Regions from separate parts of the Hordeum vulgare genome. Here regions 1 and 3 are each linked to region 2. A link is a contact called in public Hi-C data. All regions are on one chromosome and are shown on one strand. The core of a region is the stretch at or near the end of the contact, and the rest is flanking DNA. Distances in the headings are between cores, read along the strand shown. Region 1 has its middle 250 kb from the start of LOC123401733. Region 2 holds the start of LOC123404541 (zinc finger transcription factor YY1). Region 3 holds the start of LOC123401733 (transcription factor E2FA-like).

Region 1 (3,492 bases), core at 575-3,074, 260 kb before region 2:
AGTTGAGTTTACTTCAAGTTTTCTATAACCTAGTGTTTAACAAGTTTCCAAGTTGCCACATAACCACGGGCACGACTCTGAGAAAGATTTAACCCCCAGGGGTCCTCCAATTCATCCATCACAAACTAGCCATAAGCTGCATGGAAAACCTCAACCTCGAGATAGCCCAAAGTATTCTCAGAATCTCGGTGCAGAAGACATTCAATAAAGGTAAAACAAAGCCAACAAGACTGCCTGATGTGTCTATTAACTCGATAGGAGCAGTGTATCTCGTTCTCAGGACACGACATATGAGGTATGGTTACCACACCAATCACCGAGTTTCCTCGGGCGGCAGTAATAAGCTGCTCTAGGTTGGACCAACACTCACGAGGAGGACTGGCCGGGTTGTTGATTAATCCACGCGGTCCAGAAAGTCCCTGTGCAAGTTTATTAGTTATTAGGAAAATGTAGTACCAATGTTGGGACTTGCCAGAAGATTTTTATCCCAAAAGAAAATTCAAAGGGGTTCCCATAACAACCCCAATCATGTTAGGAGGGCTCAATATGGAACATAACACTGGTACACAAGTAACTAGGGGAGCAATGTAACAAATCACTGAACAAAAGGCCAAACCTTCCACCTTTTACCAAGTACATATGTGCATTAAATTAGATAGCAATAATATTATGATATCTCAAGATATCCTTGTCCCAACATGAACAAATTGCATCGGCAACTAGCAACGTGATAAGAAGGGCCAAGCATGGAGTAACTTAGTCAAACAATGGTTTGCTAGGATGTTAAAGGTTAGGGGCTTATCATGGTATTTTGGGAGGCTTGGCAAACAAGTGGCAGGAAGCGAGACATGGCGATAGAAACGAGACAACTAGCATGACAATGATAGTAGTGGTATCCACAAAAATGATCATCTTACTTGTCATCCCGCTTGGAAGAAGAACGAATACGTGAAGTAGACGAATGGGCGTAGTTGAACAAATCCTCACACTCCGAAATGCTTTTGGACTCTAGGGAGTAGAAGTGAATCCAGAAATGAACAAGTGACACGGTAAACACCACATCATATTCATGATATGATGCACAAAGAAATATGATGCATCTCCGGTTTAATAGGCATGTCATGGCATGATGCAACCATCGGATACCACAAATTAAGCGAAGCTCACTATGCAAGAACTGCATATTGACGAAACTCCACGATAAATTTACTTAGTTCATTCTAGTCTATTTACCCAACAAGTTTAAATGTTCTTAAACATGGCAAGAGGTGAAGCATAAACAACTACATCATCTAGGCATTTGAAATGAGGCCGGAAGCAACACATAGCATTTCCAAGACGACCTCATATGCATATTATGAATTTGGTACTGTTTTGCCTAACCATGTTTTATATTTATTAATTAGGAAAATAAATCACACCATTTTATTCTACGTATTTTCTAGTCAAGTTACATATGTGGATCATTTAATTCGGAGCTATGATATTTTAGTTACGAAATAAACCATTTAATAGGTCATTAATGTAAATTAAATGCAAACAACAAGTTAAACATTTTTTATCACGCATGATAGTTTCATATTCTGAAACTACACAAAATTCTAGTAATTTTACATATTTAAATCATTTTAATCCGATGTGTGGTTTTCAAGTTATTAAATGCATGAACATTCGGTTTTTTTGTAAAATAGATAATTCCCTCGATGATTGGATAACTCGCTAGAGAGGAAAAAATACTACACGCGCGAATCAGTGCTACACCCGAACAATAGATATTTGTGCAACATAGCAATATCATGCACAAAGCATCTTATACGAGATGTCGGACCGAGGCTCAGAAGAGTGGGCCTAGCCCAGGTGAGTGGAGGTGGAGGCAGGGCGGGCGACGCGAGGCGGGACCTCCTATGTGACGCACTTTGTGTTAAGGAGTTTGCGTTTCGCAAAGGGGCGGCTCATATGGGCCGGCCCAACTCATGATCGCGAGGTCAAAAAAATTTAAAACACGCAAGAACCAACACTTTTCCTAGGATTCGAACCCCAGAATTCTAAGTCATGCGCGTGATGCGCTAGCCACTGCGACAACCAAGCTCTTGTGTTCTATTTGCCGTGCAGTATTAGAAGAAACGGAAGACAACGGCGGAATAATTGAAAAAAATGTAAAACCGATTACATTTTTTAAATACAAATAATTTTCCAAATGTCCCAAACATTGTGTGAAAACACAAACATTTTTTGAAATGAATATTTTCTTTTCCAAAACACAAGTTTTGAATTTGTGATTTTTAAAACATGAACTTTTTTAGAATTTTAGATCTCTAGAACATTTTATGAAATTCCACAACATTTGTTGAGTTGGCGACAAATATTCACGGTTCTTTGTGCACAAAATTTGAAAGTGGAACACATTGTTTGAAATCCAGAACATTTTTTCAAGTTCTGAAACATTTTAAATTCTGAAACATTTATTCAAATTCTGGTACATTTTTTCAAATTCTGGAACATTTTTAAAATTCTGAAACATTTTGTCATATTCCGAAACATTTTTTTAAATTCCGCAACAATTTTTCAAATTGCGCAACGTTTTTCAAATTCCGGAACAGTTTTTCAAATTCCAGAACATTTTTACAAATTCTAGATTTTTTTCTCAAATTTTGGCACATTTTTTGAAATTCCGGTACATTTTTACAAATTCTGAAACAATTTTTGAAATTCTTTTTTTAAAATCCAGAACATTTTTAAAACAGAAAAAACAAAGAAGAATAAAGAAAAAAGAAAACAAAAAACCTGATCGAGGGAATCTTCTAGAAAGTTTCCAAAACCGAAAAAAACCGACTAGAAACCTGTCCCAAAACCGGGATCAGTTAAAGTGTTAACGGGCCGGCCCAAACCACGTCGCTCGCTCGCACCTCCTTTACGAAGCTGGGACTACTTGTTACAATGAGCGGCATATAGGGAATTCCGCTATGCCGGTGCTGCGTGGCTTGGCTACTCGCACAGCTAGGCCGGGACGAGGCGAGGCCCACACGGGCTATTAACTACATGCACGTGCACGCATGAGCAGCTGGAGCATGTGGGAACGAAGCAATGGCGCGACAGGGAAGCGGGAGGCACTGCAGCGATAAAGTCTAGCCAGATCCAGCATGGAGGTGAGCTCTGGCGGTGATCGATGGACAGATCCGGCCGGGGGCGCTCTGTTTTGGGCAGCGGGGTAGCCTGGGACGACGCCAACACGGAGACTAGGGTGGCCATGGTGGAACTTCTACATGGCAAGATAGAGGGCGGGTGAGGAAGAGCTAGCGGGAGAGCGGGAGAAGATGGGGCGACAGAGGCCGTATGCTGCCCGCTGGTGGTACGCGGTCGAGTGACTGGCGAGGAGGAGGCCGGCACGGGCATCAGGTCGAGCAGAGGCACGCAAGGCAGGAGCTCGTGAACGAAGGCGCTTGGGGACGGGCGGCGACATGGCTCGTTCGGGTCCAAATGGGATTCGATTCT
Region 2 (3,312 bases), core at 336-2,835:
CAGAACATAGTGGATACTAGGGATCAATCCCCGTCAAAACTAACTCGATTACATGATATATCTCATCCAACTCATCACCGTCCAGCAAGCTTACGATGAGATTACTCACGAACGGTGAAGAGCATCACGGATTTGTCGATGGAGGAAGGTTGATGATGACAATGACGACGATTTCCCCTCTTCGGAGCCCAAAACGGACTCCAGATCTGCCCTCCAGATGAAGAACAGGAGGTGGCGTCGCCTCTGTATCGTAAAACGTGATGAATCCTTCTCCCTGATTTTTTCCGGGCGAGACGAAATAAATAGAGCTGAGTTTGTAGGCGGTGGTGCCACGTGGGCCCCACAAGCCCTCACGGCACCGCCTGGGGGGTGGCCGCGGCATGTGGGCTTGTGGCCCACTAGCACACCTCCTCCGGTGGATCTTTGCGGACGTATTTTTTATTAATTCCAGAAAAATTCTCCGTAAATTTTCAGGACATTCCGAGAAATTTTATTTCTGCACAAAACAACACCATGACAATTGTGCTAAAAACAGCGTCAGTCCGGGTTAGTTCCATTCAAATAATGCAAATTAGAGTCCAAAACAAGGGCAAAAGAGTTTGGAAAAGTAGATACGACGAAGACGTATCAATGGGACACATCTATTCTCATCTCGAGCTCGTATGCTTTCCCATGAAAAGTAAAATAAATAAAAAATATATTTTGTCAGGTTCTAACTTTGACAAATGTTCTCTGCTTTTGAAAAATTTCATCCCGAAATAACATTCATGAAGGTCATGGTAAAAAAAAATCAACACTCAAAAATGCTATTTTCGAAAGCATTTTAGAGTGTTTTTTTGTCATGACTTCCACGAATGTTATTTCAGGATGAAAATTTAGAAGCGCTGAGAACATTTGTCAAAGTTTAGACAAAAAATTCAGATTTTTTTGAATGCTTCTTCCCCCCCGGAAGTTTACTTTCATCCCAAGCTAGCTCGAGAGTAGAAGATAACTTTCAGAGTGTATGGGTGTTCTATGTGAGCATTTGGGTTGTAGTTTGTTTGTAAAAATACACACTGTTAACCTCTCCCTTCCCGGTATCCACTTAAGATCTGGCCAAACGGGCCCGACCCGACACAAAGCACGCCTCGGGCCGTGTCTGGGCCTGGAGGTTGGACACGCGGGCCGGCACGACACGACCTGTTTATCATTTTTATTATATATATATATAAGATAAATAAAAGCCCAATAGATCAAAATCAATCAAAAAAACAGTCCAATATATTAAAATCAGTACAAATAATAGCGAATAGGCCGAAACCGACTCAAATAGCGGTTTAAAATACTAAAATCCTAACAGGCCAGCAGGTGTGACGTGCCGACGGGCCGATCCGTATAACTCCCGTGCCGTGTTTGGGCCTGATACCGGGCACGTGGGCCGGCACGGCCGGGCCCGTTTACTAATCGTGTCCCGACGAGCTGTGCGTGGCTGCACGATTCTGCCGGGCCGTTTGGCCAGGTATGATCCACTCCTGTGTGCCTGCTAGACGCCCCCACAACCGGAAAACAACTCAAGAGACCTGTTTCATTTGCCTTTGGTCTTGTGAGATGATGGATGGGAAAGGAGCAGCCGCGGCCGCGAGGCGTAGCCATAGATTTCCTCGCAGCACGACATGCTGCTCCTCATCCACCATGCCATCCGACTCCGAGCCTCCCTCCCTGTCCGTACCCACCCGTAGCCCGGTAAACATAAGTCGCCGCCCCTCCCAGCCCCAGCCCCAGCCCCAGCCCCAAGCCCAAATCCGAATCTTCCCTTGCAACAATCATCCATAACGCCGTCATCGCCTTCTGCCCCGCGGGGAGACGAGATGCAGGGACTCCACCGCCCCTACCGATGGGTGAAGGAGTGGTTTGTCCCCCAACCCCTACTACCCTCGAATTCTACTCTGCTTCGTGTAATATAGATCTGAACTATTTGCGCTGCGTCCTTCTCCTAGGGTTCCGCAGGACCTCGTCATCGCCGGCGGCCCGTGTGCGCTTTACAAGTGGGTGCGAGGTACCTCGCCTTCTTGTCGCTGCTGTAAATTCTTACCTTGACTTGCTGTTGCTTAGTAATCGTGCCTGCGATTGCTGCTTGACATGATCTTTCTTTGGCTGTTATTGTGGTTTTCGGTGCTCAAATTCTACCGGGTGTTTATTAGATAGAGGCTTCGGTTTGGTTGGTCACAGGTGCAGACTAGCCTAACTTTCGAGAAAGCCAAAGCCTTGCGCCTAGAATGATTACAAGCTTAAGGCTAGGCCATTACAACCTAACACCCCTCCAGCAAGATAGCAACTAACGGCCGCTAGAGGCAAGTATAATATACACACCACTAAAAAAGCCTTTCATCTTCCAACACGTGGCTGACCAGTGGAAACGTTTGTTGTGATTCTTGAAGACGGCCCAACAATGGTGCTGCCTCACATCACTGTTGAAGACACCCTTGCAGCACTGGGGCATTGCCTCCCCCTCCGTGTAGGCCATATCCGGCATGTCCCACACAATGAAGAGGCAGGCCAAATCCGGCCTGTCCCACACAATGAGGAGTTAGCCCTGGCAGGCCTGAGAAGAGCGCGCAAGATGCCCTGCCCATGCTGAAACTCACTGACTAATGTCGACGGCCTGCATGTTGCATTGCCACATGTTGCTGCACCCCATGTGTATCACAATGAATACCCAAGCTACCAGATGTCGTCCCTGTTTGTTTCAGCTTCAGGGCAGTTTTTTGACTAAAAAAAGCTAAAACAAACAGCTATTTTAGAACAATTGTACTGTTTCGGGCTATTTTCAGTGTAACAGCTCAAAGCATGTTTTGGTGTACTTCACAGCCAAAGCTGTTTCCCTTGCCCCTCCAACATTTGGTGTTTGGTCGTAATTATGTCATAAAGGCCACAACAGGCATGATCTATTTTCCCCCTTCGCCCCCCTCCTCGTGAAACATAGCGTTTTCACCAGCTCACAGTCGTTTCCGCAGCTACATTTTTTTGCCTAACAACTAACCTTCACTACAGCTGTTTCCTCAGCACAGCAGTTTTGCCAGCACAGCAAGTCCACAGCTGAATCTGTCGAAACTGAAGCCCAAACAAACTCGTCATCTGCATTGCCTGAAGCTGATGCAGATCAGCTTTCATCCTTGCACCGCCGGCGCAGGTACTTGAGCCACTCCTCTAGGATTTTAAGGCACAACTTACTCTGTGATCCGCTAACTGTGGGGCCTGAAGTCATGTCGCTTACACATCATCGACAACACCAAAAACTGCCCACCAGGGTGAATTTCTGTGCCGACCAGATCC
Region 3 (3,343 bases), core at 446-2,945, 510 kb before region 2:
AGCACCCGGGACACATCAAGATTGCCCCAAGCCGTGTGCCGGCAACCCCGCCCCTCTAGTTCATCCACTGTCATAGTTTTCGTTGTGCTTGGCGAAGCCCTGCGGAAATAGTTTCACCACCATCGACACCACGCCGTCGTGTTGCCAGAATTCACCTACTACTTCGCCCCTCTTGCTAGATCAAGACGGCGAAGACGTCATCAAGCCGTACGTGTGCTGAACGCGGAGGTGCCGTCCGTTCGACACTAGATTGGGATGGGATCGCGGGACAGATCGTGATGAGATCGCGGGACGGACTGCGTTTGGATCGCGAAGATGTCCCACTATATCAACAACGTTATATACGCTTCCGCTTAGTGATCTAAAAGGGTATGTTGATCCAAACTCTTCTCTCGTAGATGATCATCACCATGGATAGGGCTTGCGTGTGCGTATGAATTTTTTTGTTTCCCATGTAACGTTCCCCAACAGTACTCCTTTCAAAGATCACCCCACATCTCGAGGTTGTGATATGTGGCACACTGAATGCGTGACACTTGTCGCAACCGATGAGTTTTTTTTCGTAGATTCGTATTTTCAAAATGTTTTATTTCCTAAACCATGCGTCCAAATCTTGAACCTTTTTTACCGTTGGATTTCTCGCGTCTAGATCTTCAAAACTAGATCCCATGTTGATAGGTTTGACGATTTTTTTTTTCACGAAAAATCGGACCAAAAAAACTATGCCTCTCACAATAGGAAAAAACCGAGAAAACACGTTTTCCGCGTTTTTTCTTTCCGAGAGGCACGACCGTGCCTCTCACGAAGTCAAAATCGTGCCTCCCGCAGAAACAAAATCGTGTCACTCGCGAAAAATGCGTTATTGTTCCCTTTCCGTAAGTCACGTGCTTGCCTCTCACGAAGGCAAAATTGTGCCTCTCGCGGAAGCAAAACCATACCTTTCGTAAAAAGAAACAGAAAACACGTTATTTTTCCCTTTCTAAGAGGCACAGCCATGCCTCTTGCGAAGGCGAAACCGTTTCTCCCACGGAAACAAACCCGTGCCTCTCGCGGAAGCAAAACCATGGCTCTCGCAAAAAATAGAAAACAAGTTTTTTTCGTTTCCGACATGCATGGCCGTGCCCCTCACGAAGACAAGACCGTGCCTATCGCAGAAAAACAAAAAACGCGTCTTCTTTCGTAATTTTTTCGTCAAAAAGCTAAGCAAGACCGGTGAAAAACCAAAACATAAAAAAAATAAAAAATCAAAAAAATAATTTAAAAGCCGAAAACGCATGTGAAAGAATAAAAAACAAAATCTGAAAAAAGCGCTCAGAACACGATAAGTGGGACGGTTGAAAACGCATCAAGTGGCAACGCATAGAAGTGCTCACTGAGAGGTTTTCAAAGAAGATAAAATTTGTTAAGAAAAGCTCGCTAACTAGTGACTTTCGCGCTGCTGGACTGAGGGCGCCTCACGCGTCAAATAGGGGCTCCCGGGCGAGATGTAGGACGCCCCTTTAACCCACGCCTGAAGCGCGAAATAGGGAATGCATAAATTGAGGAAGAAGCAGATCGTCGCCGCTATGCGTGGTGTTCCGGATGGTAGTGGCCCATTCGAAATTCAGCCTGCTTAATGGGTTCCCTCCACATCAAACACCGATGATACCCCAAACGCCTAGTACTTAATTTCCCTCCCTCCTTCCCTCGTTTTCTGCTCTCTTTCTCTTTCGTCCCCCCTTCCCCCTTCTCTCTCCCTCTATTCCCCTCCTTTCCCACCTCCCTAACCCCACCCACCTACCTCCCGCCGCCGCCGCCGCCGCCGCCGCCGCCGGAACCCCATCTCCGGCGGTCCCCCCGATGCCCTCCTGTCTTCTCTGAAGCCGAAGCCGCCCATCACTCCCGGGAGTTGGGGGTCCCGCAGCGCGCGATCGCGAGATCGGGCTTATGTCGGGGGGCGGCAGGCCGCCGGCTGCTCAGAAAATCCTGCAGTCGCTGCGCCCACCCCCGGTGTTCTCCACACCATCGCGGCCTCCCTTCGCCTCACCCGACGACTACCATCGCTTTCATGCGCCGACTACCCCTTCTGCCTCCGGCTCAGGCGGCATCGGCGCCGGTGGTGTTGGCGGCGATATTGATGAGAGGCTTGTTATCCGGACGCAGGTGAGATACTTGTGCTCCACAAGGAGCTCTCGATTTATCCGTTTCTGTTTTTTTTTTGCTGGTGTTGCTGAGCTTGTGCGTGATTTGAGCTGTTTTTGTAGACACCAAATGGTTGCTGAGCTTGAGGGTTTTGTTGGGTGTATGTGCTGATTTGAGTATATCTTAAGGATCCACTTGCAGATTCCTTATTTTTTCTCAATTTCTTGTCCTCCCCAAAGTTGTCTCTGTTTTCGGAAGCTTGAATGCCCAGTGCCTACAATCATTTACAAGTTAGATAAACATGGACTATGTTAATTGTGTGACGTGGATCCGCAAAATAAATATTCATGTCATGTTGTTGTTGTCGTGCCACAGCAAGAATTGGAATGGTCTGTCAAATCTTCAATGTTACAAAGAGGAAGAGTTCTGTCACCTGTACATGTACATGTTGCCTGCAGCGAGGTCCTGAATAAACAGATACTTAGGCAACATATGGTAATAATATATAGTCCCATTAATACTTGCCAACTGCTTCCGCATGGCATGGCATGGCTGGCAGTAAGAATTAGTTGAACCGCAATTTATATGTATTCTTTGCTCTGCAAAAATTCGTTTGAGCCCGAACAGAAACGATTGATCGGTTTATGTTGGTATATGTATGTTTTGGGTGCTCAACCCTTCTCTGCAGCCTGTATGATGGATGACTGGATGCAACATGTGTGTCTAGCACCTCGAGCAGTTTAATAATAATATAATATCATCAACTGAACAAATTTCAGCAAGTAACAGTGAAGAGCAGCTGAGTTCCATTTGCCGCTTATACCTGATTCTGTGCAAGCTCGAACTACCAACTGTTGAAGACATGCATCTCTGATAGGGAGATAGTTATCATGTACATTTTATTGCCCTCAACTGAATAAAGTTTAGGTCAAAGCTTCAACTAGTCATAGGCTACACTGTTTCAATGGTCTATAAATACTCTGAATCTAATGAACTAGTTTGGTGTAGGATTATCCACTGTTCAAAAAAGTGCTATTAGGCGCTCGCCTAGGCGCGCTTAAGCGCTGGGCATTGGCCTAGCACCTCGCTTTGGCCCAAGGCGCTCAAAAAAGCGTCCGGCGAGGTCCTCCGGCGAGATATCAGTCTCTCCGGCAAGGAATCATGTTTCTCAGGCGAGAAATCAATCTGCCCCGTGAGGATCCTACCTCCCCTGCGAGGATTA

Evidence for each region. Hi-C and Micro-C count contacts between places; a contact is called where the count stands out from the background.
Region 1: a contact with region 2 is called in a Hi-C map of seedling, with 2.5 times the contacts expected there. The contact joins the enhancer-like site here to the promoter of LOC123404541 in region 2. A contact is called at or near these places in 1 of 6 Hi-C or Micro-C datasets (seedling) and 1 of 1 datasets of contacts at active chromatin or transcription factors (embryo).
Region 3: a contact with region 2 is called in a Hi-C map of seedling, with 6 times the contacts expected there. The contact joins the promoter of LOC123401733 here to the promoter of LOC123404541 in region 2. A contact is called at or near these places in 2 of 6 Hi-C or Micro-C datasets (leaf and seedling).

The regions. Positions count from the first base shown.
Region 1 is chr6H:272,172,918-272,176,409 of MorexV3_pseudomolecules_assembly, reverse strand. No RefSeq gene overlaps it. Among protein-coding and RNA genes, the nearest start is that of LOC123401733, 250 kb to the left of the region's middle. Within about 2 kb of position 1,824, at least 2 of the 3 cell types and tissues checked have open chromatin away from gene starts, as enhancers often do. A contact at or near this core is called in seedling, where this site is marked.
Region 2 is chr6H:271,914,826-271,918,137 of MorexV3_pseudomolecules_assembly, reverse strand. LOC123404541 (zinc finger transcription factor YY1) reads left to right here and starts at 1,585. Exons shown (of 6, transcript XM_045098468.1): 1 at 1,585-1,888; 2 at 1,977-2,035. The coding sequence starts at 1,848.
Region 3 is chr6H:272,421,421-272,424,763 of MorexV3_pseudomolecules_assembly, reverse strand. It overlaps LOC123401733 (transcription factor E2FA-like), which reads left to right and starts at 1,695. Exons shown (of 14, transcript XM_045095588.1): 1 at 1,695-2,142. The coding sequence starts at 1,927.